2 separate regions of the Pan troglodytes genome follow, and region 2 is linked to region 1. A link is a contact called in public Hi-C data. All regions are on one chromosome and are shown on one strand. The core of a region is the stretch at or near the end of the contact, and the rest is flanking DNA. Distances in the headings are between cores, read along the strand shown.

Evidence for each region. A called contact is a pair of places that touch in the nucleus more often than the background predicts.
Region 2: a contact with region 1 is called in a Hi-C map of induced pluripotent stem cells, with 3 times the contacts expected there. The contact joins two enhancer-like sites. A contact is called at or near these places in 5 of 7 Hi-C or Micro-C datasets (blood, induced pluripotent stem cells, a lymphoblastoid cell line and 1 more) and 1 of 1 other capture datasets (stem cell-derived neural stem cells).

The regions. Positions count from the first base shown.
Region 1 is chr3:109,219,846-109,224,833 of NHGRI_mPanTro3-v2.0_pri, reverse strand. No RefSeq gene overlaps it. Among named protein-coding and RNA genes, the nearest start is that of PAPSS1, 41 kb to the right of the region's middle. Within about 2 kb of position 3,038, at least 1 of the 24 cell types and tissues checked has an H3K27ac peak or open chromatin away from gene starts, as enhancers often do. A contact at or near this core is called in induced pluripotent stem cells, where this site is marked.
Region 2 is chr3:109,364,760-109,369,747 of NHGRI_mPanTro3-v2.0_pri, reverse strand. SGMS2 (sphingomyelin synthase 2) reads right to left here. Exons shown (of 7, transcript NM_001280493.1): 6 at 1-86. Among named protein-coding and RNA genes, the nearest start is that of CYP2U1, 25 kb to the left of the region's middle. Within about 2 kb of position 2,022, at least 1 of the 24 cell types and tissues checked has an H3K27ac peak or open chromatin away from gene starts, as enhancers often do. A contact at or near this core is called in induced pluripotent stem cells, where this site is marked.

The DNA.
Region 1 (4,988 bases), core at 1,789-4,288:
GAATTCACGTATTCTGTACTGGAAAACTATTATTCTGTTAGGCATTCTTTCATGCACAGTCTCTAGTTAATCTACTAAATTATCAGCTCACTTTATATCTTTGACTTCCCCTAAATAGTGTCTCCTTTCCCAACATTTTAGATAAGAGAAAGCTTGCTGCCCAGGCAGAATCCCCTGAGCAGCTGCACTTGCCTCATTCTCTGCAGCCCCTTCTGCTTTGTTGACCTTCCTCAAGACCTTTCAATATAAATATCTGAGGTTTTGTTTCCAAGTCTTTCTTCCAGACTATGGAGTGCAGCTGAGAAAAAAATATATGTAAAGCTCATTGACTCTCTATCTATTTCATTCCCAACACTGTCTCAGTTTTACTCCCTAGGAAACTTCCTTACCAATTGGTGATGAAGAACATTCCAAATCTTCATCACTTTTATCAAGCCTGTCATTGTGGGTATTCTGCCTTTATCTCTGCCCTATCAGAGAAAATAACAACAGCTACCATCTAATGAGCACTTGCTGCCAAACATTTTACACAAAACAACACAATAGATCTTTTTATTCCCTTTTTTTTTGTAGGTGATGAACCAGAACTTCAGAGAGAAAAAGAAACATACTCAAGGGCATACAGCTCATGCCTTCATACAGCTCATCAGACATATTCGATTCATGCCTCATTATCCTTTTTTCCCTTTATTCTTTTAAAATATAATATTTGATACATACACAAAGATATAATGTATAATGTACAATCAGCCCTCAGTATCCACAGGGAATTGATTCCAGAATCCCCTGGGATACCCAAATCTGTGGATGTTTGGGTTCCTTATATAAAATGGTATAGTATTTGCATTTCACCTGTGCATATTCTCTTGCATAATTTAAATCATCTCTAGGTTACTTATAGTAACCAGTACAGTTTAAATACTATGTAAATAGTCATTTTACTGTATTGTTAGTTTGTATGTTTTTAAATATTTTTCAATCTGTAGTCAGTTCACTCCAGGGATGCAGAACCCGTGAATATGGAGGGCTGACCACATAGATAATTAAAGCTAAATAACACAATGAATGTTCAAAATTCCATCTTCTAATGTAGAAACTAGAATATAACCAGCACTGTTGCACTTACCTATGTTTTTCTCCCTTCTGTCACTCTGCGGCCTTCCCCAACTTTCTGAGGTAACCACTGTTTTCAGTTTTTTATTTACCATTCTCTTGCTATTGTTTAGCTTTTAATTTTAAAAATAATGTAAAGCACAGGAAAGTTTCAAGAACATTACAAAATTTCCTGTACACCATTCACCAGATTCAATTATTATCACTTGCCAAATTTGCTTTCTTGTTATCTCTTTTTATGCATGTTTTGTTGTTTGAACCATTTGAGAATAAGTTGCAGATATGACATCTCATTGCCTAAATACTTGAGCATATGTTTTCTAAGAATGAGAATATTCAATTATCAAAATTAGAAAATTTAACACTAATGTAATACTTTACCTACTCTATAATTTATTTTAAAATTTCTTCAGTTGTCCTAATAAAATAGTCCTAATAAAAATATCCTTTATAGCCACCCTGTTCTACCCTTCTATCTCCTCCTCCCCCGGTACAGGATCCAATCCAGGATCCCGTATTGCATTTAGTTGTCATGTCCCTTTTGTTTCCCTTAATCTGGAACAGTTCCTAAGTCTATCTTTATATTTCTTGACCTTGACATTTTTTAACGGTTCAGACCAATTATTTTGTAGGACGTCCTTGAATGTAGGTTTTCTTCATGGGATGTTTCGTCATGATTGCATTTAGGTTATCCATTTTTTATCAGGAATACTATTTAGATGAGGTTGTGTTCTTTCCCATGCAACACAACAGAAATAATAAAATATCAGTTTTTTCCAATTTTGATATTGTCAACTTTGATTACTTGGTTAAGGTGATGTCTTCAAGGTTTATTCACTCTAATAGTACTGTTTTTTCTTCTTTGTAATAAAGTAATTCAAGTAGAAGTAGTTTGAGAGGATGTAACTACTCTGTTGTTTACCAAATTGCAACCCACTAGTTTTGGCATTGGTTGGCAATTTTGTCTGAATCAGTTATTACTATGATGATTGCCAAATGGTGATTTTCTACCTTCATCTTTCCATCTACATAAGATTTTACTCTAAGGTAGAAAGATTTTTTCCCTATTTATTTATTATAAATAGAAATTTATCTGTTTAATTTTAGTATAAACTTTTCTCATTGATCACCATTGCCATCTGTTATATATCAAGTTTCCATATATTCTTTGGTCTTTCTGGGTTCTCTCTTTCGTTCAGTTGGTCATTTGGCTTTTCCCTATGCCAAAATACTATCTGAATTATTATGGCTTCATCATTAGTTTCAATATCTTGTTGGCCAAGTTTCCATTTTTAATTGAGGCATGCCATGGATATTCTTGCTTTTCCATAAATTTCAGAATTATGTTGAAATTGTCATGTTTCACAAAATTTCTATTGATATTTTGATTGTGATTATATTAGCTCTCTTGATCAATTTGAGGAGAACTGACTTTGAAAAAAATTGAGTTTTCCTTTCCATGAACACAGCCTATTTAGATCTGAGTGTATTTTAATAACGTTTCATAACGTTTCTGTACAGGCTTTATTATTATTTATTAAATTAATTTTAGGTATTCTATTTTTGAGCTATTTAAATGGAATCTCTTTACATTAAATTTTCTTTGTGCTTGTTATGCTATAGAAATGTTTACTGAGTACTTGTTAGATTTTTATAGAAATGCAGCTGAATTTTGCATAGCAATGATATGGTAAACTTACTGCTTCTAATAGGTTGTCTTTGGAATTTTTGTATACACTATTGTATCATTTGTAAAATAATGAAGTCCTTTGTCTTCCTTTCCAACCTTTCATCTTTGATTTATTTTTCTTGTTTTTCAGTGGGAATTTAATAAAAAGAGTAGGAGAATGCACAGTCCTGGAGATATTGCTTCACTATGCGAATCAATCCTGGTCCTAGCAGTTTGGCACCACCTGGCGGTGATTGTCCACTCCAACCTAAATATTGACAGGATTGATTCCGGGCCTGTAGTTGACTGGACGTCAGGAAAGCAGTAATGATTCCAGGAAATTCCTAGCTAGATAGTGCAAATTTTGTTGGCCCAGTTTGGGAATATTGAATGGGGCAATTACTGAGCAAGCGGGATTCGAACTCCACTTCTCCTGTGGATTTTGTGCTAGTTTGCTGCCTGGCTGCCCTATCTATTATGTACCCTATTCCATCCCCCAACCTCAGAACAAAAGCAATATTCCTCCTCCCTATCTGTTCTACATGTAGGATAGAGTGGTGGATGGGAGCGAAACATCCATTTTATAGTTTTAGAATTTATGTTATCCTGGATATATTTCCATAAGGTTATACTATATTTAAGTATTTGTATATATTTTCTCTCTCCTTCCATTATAATCTAGGCTTCAAAAAGGTAAGGATTTTTATGTTTTCTTCCCAGTGAGTAGAAGAGTCCCTAGCATGCAGACACTCAAAAATAGTTGTTGAATAAGATGAGTGAATGAATATTGAAATCTTCCATTATATGGTAGATTTGTCCATTTCTTCCTGTAATTCTATCAATTATTGCTTTATATTTTTAAGGCTCTTTTATCAAGCACATACAAAACTGAAATCATTAAAGCTTCTTGGTGAACTTAGTTTTCCTTAATAATGTTTTGGGGTGATTTGTTTTTGTTTTTATATTTTTGGTCATAAACTTGTTTCAATACTAATATTCCATCAAGATTTCTTTTGGTTAATATCTGTCAGGTATATCTTTTTACTAACTTTTTACTATGTCCTTATGTTTTATGTCCCCGTATTCTAAACAGTATTTAGTTGGATTTTTTAAATACAACTGGACAATCAACCATTTAACAGTGAGTTAAGTTTATTTATGATTATGAATATTATTGATGCTCAGTTTATTTCTACATACCTTTAAAACCTGTTTAATCTGTTTATTGATTAAAAAATTAAACAGTTACATTTCTAGAAGATCCTTCTGTTTCTTTTTCTAATAATATTTCTGTAGCCTTTTTTGTCTACTTATTTTTATAGTTCTGTTGTTTATTTTTTTAAACATTCTATACCCAATCCACCACTGGAATAAAATTATAATATTTATACTATGTAATATTTATACAATGCTAATATAACTGGTACATATATTAGGTAAACACATATATGCCAGGTATTCTTACAAAATTAATAATATATTCTCTTTAACTCAGTGTATTCAAAATATCATCATGCCAACCAGGTACTTTTTCTTTTTTTTAAGATGGAGTCTCGCTCTGTCGCTGGAGTGCAGTGGCGCAATCTTGGCTCACTGCAACCTCCACCCCCCAGGTTCAAGCGATTCTCCTGCCTCAGCCTCCCAAGTAGCTGGGATTACAGGTGCCCACCACCACACCCAGCTAATTTTTGTATTTTTTAGTGGAGACAGGGTTTCACCATGTTGGCCGTGATGGTCTCGATCTCTTGACCTTGTGATATGCCCACCTCGGCCTCCCAAAGTGCTAGGATTACAGGCGTGAGCCACCATGCCCGGCCCAGGTACCCTTTTTTAAACTTTACATGGATTAACATATTTAATCCTCATTTTGCTGATTAGTCCTGTTTTACAGATTAGGAAACTGTAGTGGAGAGAAGTAAAAAAATTAGACCAAGTCCAGATAGATAGGTAGAATTCTGAGCTGGGATTTGAACTCAGGCTGTTACTACAATATTTTGAATATTCAGTCTGATAATGGGGAGGGGAAGACAGCAAACATTGTTTCTATTTTTGCTAAACTTAAAGGCAAAAGAGCATTTGATTCTTGCTTTGTAAAACTGCTAGTGATTTTTAACCTTTTCATGTGGTAATTAGCTTTTTGCATGTCTTCTTTATTGTTCCTGTTTTTTGTCCATTTTGGTCTTGGAGTCCTAAGTGATGTTTTGTA
Region 2 (4,988 bases), core at 773-3,272, 150 kb before region 1:
TTCGTGTGCTACAAGAATGCAGATGATCCCGGCAGCACTCAGCAGCCAGCAGATTAAATGATACCACCAGAAGTGACGAGGCGAATCTGGACAGTAGAAAAATTACAGAGTTAATAAGATTCCCAGAGATGAAAGTAATGATTACAGTCTGTCCTAACGACCTTAAGTAGAATAACCCAGGATCAGGAAGTCACCAGAAGGATAAAACTGATAACCTAAACTGAGTCACTATGAACTGCCCAGGATCTGCTCAGGTAGGAGGGAGGCAGAGGGGCTCCCTGGCAGTGGGCGTAATAGTCATTCACTGGGGAAGCTGGTAACACTAGACATTCTAGGCCTTACCCACGTGAATAAGCTGTTTAATAAGAAAGAACAGAATTGTTTCTTATTAGGTTTGCTGGAATTGCTGCATACTGGCTCACATAAAGGAGCCACTTTCCCACTGGAAAGAAAGATAGTAGGGGTCAAAAGAAAAGGTGGTTGTCTATGAAAATAAGGGGGGAAATGGGAAAGCAGGAGTAATTTCAGGTTTTAAATTTATATTATTTCTCCAGGGGTATGTGTAGGGTAAGGGGGTCAGAAGGAATGGCATTGTGGCTAGCAATATTTTGATTCTCAGCAATTTTACACTGTTATTGCCAATAGAAACTATAAAACATTCCCTCTGTAAAGGTTAGGGTTCCTAACCATTCACTTATGGACTCAGCCTTCCTGGTAAGGCCACTTAAAAGTTCATTCTACTTACTAGCTGTAAGAGACAACTGTGGCACTCACTGGTTTAAACATGATGGTCCTCCCCTTCTCACACAAGTGTTAATGACAAATATAACTGAAACCAGAGTTCATCTCTAGCAGCTTGGTGATCTGTTTTATTTTAAAGCTGTATTAGCTCACAATAAAAGTTAATCCAATAAACTGAAATTGATTTCATATTTAACTATGTTTACATTTATAGTGATATTTACATTCACATGTAGAAAGATGATTGAATAGCAAAAGGATCCATTTCCAGAACTTTATATTTATTTATTTATTTTTTGAGAGGGAGTTTCGCTCTTGTCGCCCATGCTGGAGTGCAATGGCACGATCTTGGCTCACTGCAACCTCTGTCCCCTGGGTTCAAGCGATTCTCCTCCTTTAGCCTCCCGAATAGCTGGGATTACAGGGGTGCGCCATTATGCCTGGCTAATTTTGTACTATTAGTAGAGATGGGGTTTCACCATGTTGGCCAGGCTGGTCTTGAACTCCTGACCTCAGGTGACCTGCCTGCCTCAGCCTCCCAAAGTGCTGGGATTATAGGCATGGGCCACTGTGCCCAGCCCATTTCCAGAACTTTAAATGAAATACCAAATCAGGTATCATTCAAATATAATCTCTTGGTAAAACTAGCCGTTGCTCTGTTGGTCCCAAATGGCACACAGTAAGAAAATAAACCTGTAGGGCATTTGAAAGTCTGATTTTCTAATTTTGGATATATTCCTTATTACTTGTCAGTTACTTCATTCTGCAACTAAGTTCTGGAAGAAAACTCATGGAATCTCAGAATTTTAATGGGAGAGGCCTTACTCTTGCAGTCTTAGGAGCCAGATCCAGTCCCCATAACTGTTGTGTTAGACTCAGGACATTAAAAATTGAATGAACATTGAGAAATCTGGAGGTCTCACTAAATATGCGTTCCCCAGCACCTCAGACCCTACCCGCCTCCCACCCCCAAGGTCTCTTAGCAACCCTGCTTCCCAACTTACAGGTCATCTGGGATTTACCTTAGAAGTTTAAAATGTTTAGGCAAACTAGAACTATTTTGCATTTGTTTATTCACAAGAAGCAAAGTTGAAGTAGGTCCAGAGGTGGCCTGAATCTTCTTTTTACTACTCACGGAATTGCAAGTGAGGTTTTAGGAACGGCTGGAAACCCCAGCAGTGCTTTCTCATAAAAATGTATTTCCTATTATGCTACCACATTGGGCCCACCACTCATTAACTGAGAACACTGGCTGACCCAAAGAAAAGATTGAATAGAAGCTGTTTTGAAATAGAATGGCAAAATGGTAATCCTCTTCTCATTCATCCCATAGGGATAACAATGAGCTAGGTGATGACACAAATAATAGTTAACATCACTGTCTGTGTGGAATTCTAGCCCTAGGGCGCATTAAATAATAGAGACTTGGTAGGGTGGCCAGGTGAAAAAACAAAAAACCAAAAAACTGTTCTCTACTAGCCAGATGATTGGCACTAACAGCTAGTCTGATTTCTCCAGGCTAATTTTATCATGAACCTACCCCCCAATTATAATATTTGCACGACTGTATGAAGCCCTCCCTTGCTAACCCCGAAATGGTCCTGGTGCCACATCTTCATGTGCTCTCACAACTAAATTTAAATCTACTCATGACAACAGAGCAAACAAGGAAAAGAGCCCAAACTGATCAAAAGGCGGGAAAGTAAAAAAATATATATATAAATGATACATCTAATTCTAGAAGCAGACTTTTCAAAGAAACCACTGGAACCACTGCTTACTCAGAACAAGAACATATGGTATAATTTAGAAGATAAATGTTTTTCCTAATTGCATAGAAAAAAACAGACACAAACATGGAATGCTCTGCTTACATACAAAACTGACTATAAACTGAGTTTGTGTTAAGTATTACAGATTTGTCCCTCTATTTCTAATCAAAAGTTGGAGAAAGCAGAATGGTATTCCTTGCACACTATATATAAATGTACACAATTTTAGAAACCTCTAGTCAAAATCATGTCTTGGGAAAAAATGTCTCTACATACTGAGAGGCCTTCATTAAAGTATAAAATCAATCACAAGTTGCCTTGCTGTTGCTCTGAGATGAAAGAATGTACAATAATGAGCAATGTCCCTGCTTATAGATAAGTAGACTATTCCTTGGCAATACAATAGAGTTAGCCAGCTTGAATTTCCAAAGTTCTAAACAGAGCCAAGAAATTAAAAGCAAAACCCCTGGATTCAGCCTGCTTCAACATGAATACCTGCTTCTCAAAATGATGGCTGTGCACTGTGGCCAAGTCACTTTCTCTAAGCTTAAGTTTACTCATCTGAAAAATGGGAAAAAATACTGCATCCCTCAGAGGGTGGTTTTAAGGATCAAATGAGTTAATGTACATCAAGGCCCTAGAATAGTGCCTGGGACAGAGTATTATGTCTATTTGCTATTATTGTTTATGAAGTTTGGCAGTGTCCCCACCCAAATCTCATCTTGAATTGTAGCTCCCATAATTCTCATGTGCTGTGGGAGGGACCTGGTGGGAAATAACTGAATCATGGGGGTGGTTTCCCCCATACCGTTCTTGTGGTAGTGAAATAAGTCTCACAAGATCTGATGGTTTTATAAGGGGAAACCCCTTTTGCTTCGTTCTCATTTTCTCATCTGCTGCCATGTAAAACGTGCCTTTTGCCTTCCACCATGATTGTGAGGCCTCCTCAGCCACGTGGAACTGTGAGTCCACTAAACCACTTTTTCTTTATAAATTACCCAGTCTTGGTTATGTCTTTATCAACAGTGTGAAAACAGACTAATACAGTTAATATCAGTTGGTTTTCAGTTATTTTAGAAAACTGAATCTAAGTTTCCTGGGGGTGTTTTTATTACTTTAAAACTACAGTGCCTTCACTCTGAAATGCACCTCTTCCCCCACCTCCACCCTCATCCCCATCTTCTTCTGTAATTTTTTTATGATCCTCAGATTATAGAGAAGATCCTAAACTCAAATGTACATCTACACTAGAAAATGACTGATCTTACATAGCATACTCATGGAACTTTCCTTGGGAAAATTAGAGTTAGAACCATAGCAACATATATCCTTCCATCCAACCCCCCAGAACCAATAACTCAATATTAGAAATGGAGTGACTAAATTTAAGGAAGAGACCATCCTCTGATGATGGTGCAGAGACAGATCCAGGACCCACCCCACCACCCCAAGAGTGTGAGAACAGAAATAAGGAAAAAGCTTTTAAGTCAAGTATGAAGACCCCACATGTATCCCACTATTCTCCCTACTGCAGGTCTGTATGTAGAATTTACAAAGGAAGCAACAAAAAGACGCTACAATTCTCACAAAAAAGACTTGACTTCATCTACTACAGAGAACCTCAACTCTTGTCATCTTACCCTCAAAGCAGAACTTAAATACCCCAGGTAATCAAAGGGGCAATAATTCACTTCTGCACCACTGAAGATAACCCTTGACTTCCACACCACCATTCAATTAGGATAAACCTATTTGGATGAACAAAGGGCCAAGAGAGGAGGGAAGAACAAGGAGGACAGGGGAGGGGAAGCTGCCTTCTGCTGCTCTCTGCTGAAAGACCCCCTTTTAAATATGCCCAGTGAAAAGGATTAAGATAAACCTCCAAAAAATACTGCCATGAGGTAACTTGGAACTAAATATGAAGGGTAATACTGACCAGCTTTGCAAACATGAAGGAAGAAGCATTATTACTTCAAAAAGATTTTGAGGTAATAGGCCTAAATATACAAATCCTCCGAAATATATAAAAATGGGACCTACTGGGCAGCTAAAACAGTACAACCCTACAAAGAACAAGACATGATTTTGGCCATAAAACCTACTAGAAAACCCAAGGATTTTGTATAATGTGAACTAAGCATATAAATATAGAAAGAGATTTTTATTTCTTGCCACCACATTTCTTCTTGAGAAGAAAATAATCGGTATTGGCAAAATGGTCCATGAAGACTCCTATGAAAGCACAGAAAGTGCTAGATGATGATGAAATTAGAATAAAGTGGGACTTGGAAATGTTTTAAAAAGGGGAACACATTAACCGAATTATTTGGAATGCTAGAATGGAAGTGTCCTACAAATAATTCAAAGGTCATTACATCTGTCTTTAGAATGTACCAATCCTTTTTGCAATAAAATTAACAATTAATTCCAATATTAAGATAGCTTTTCATACCTTAAGAAGTACTAACCAAGAAG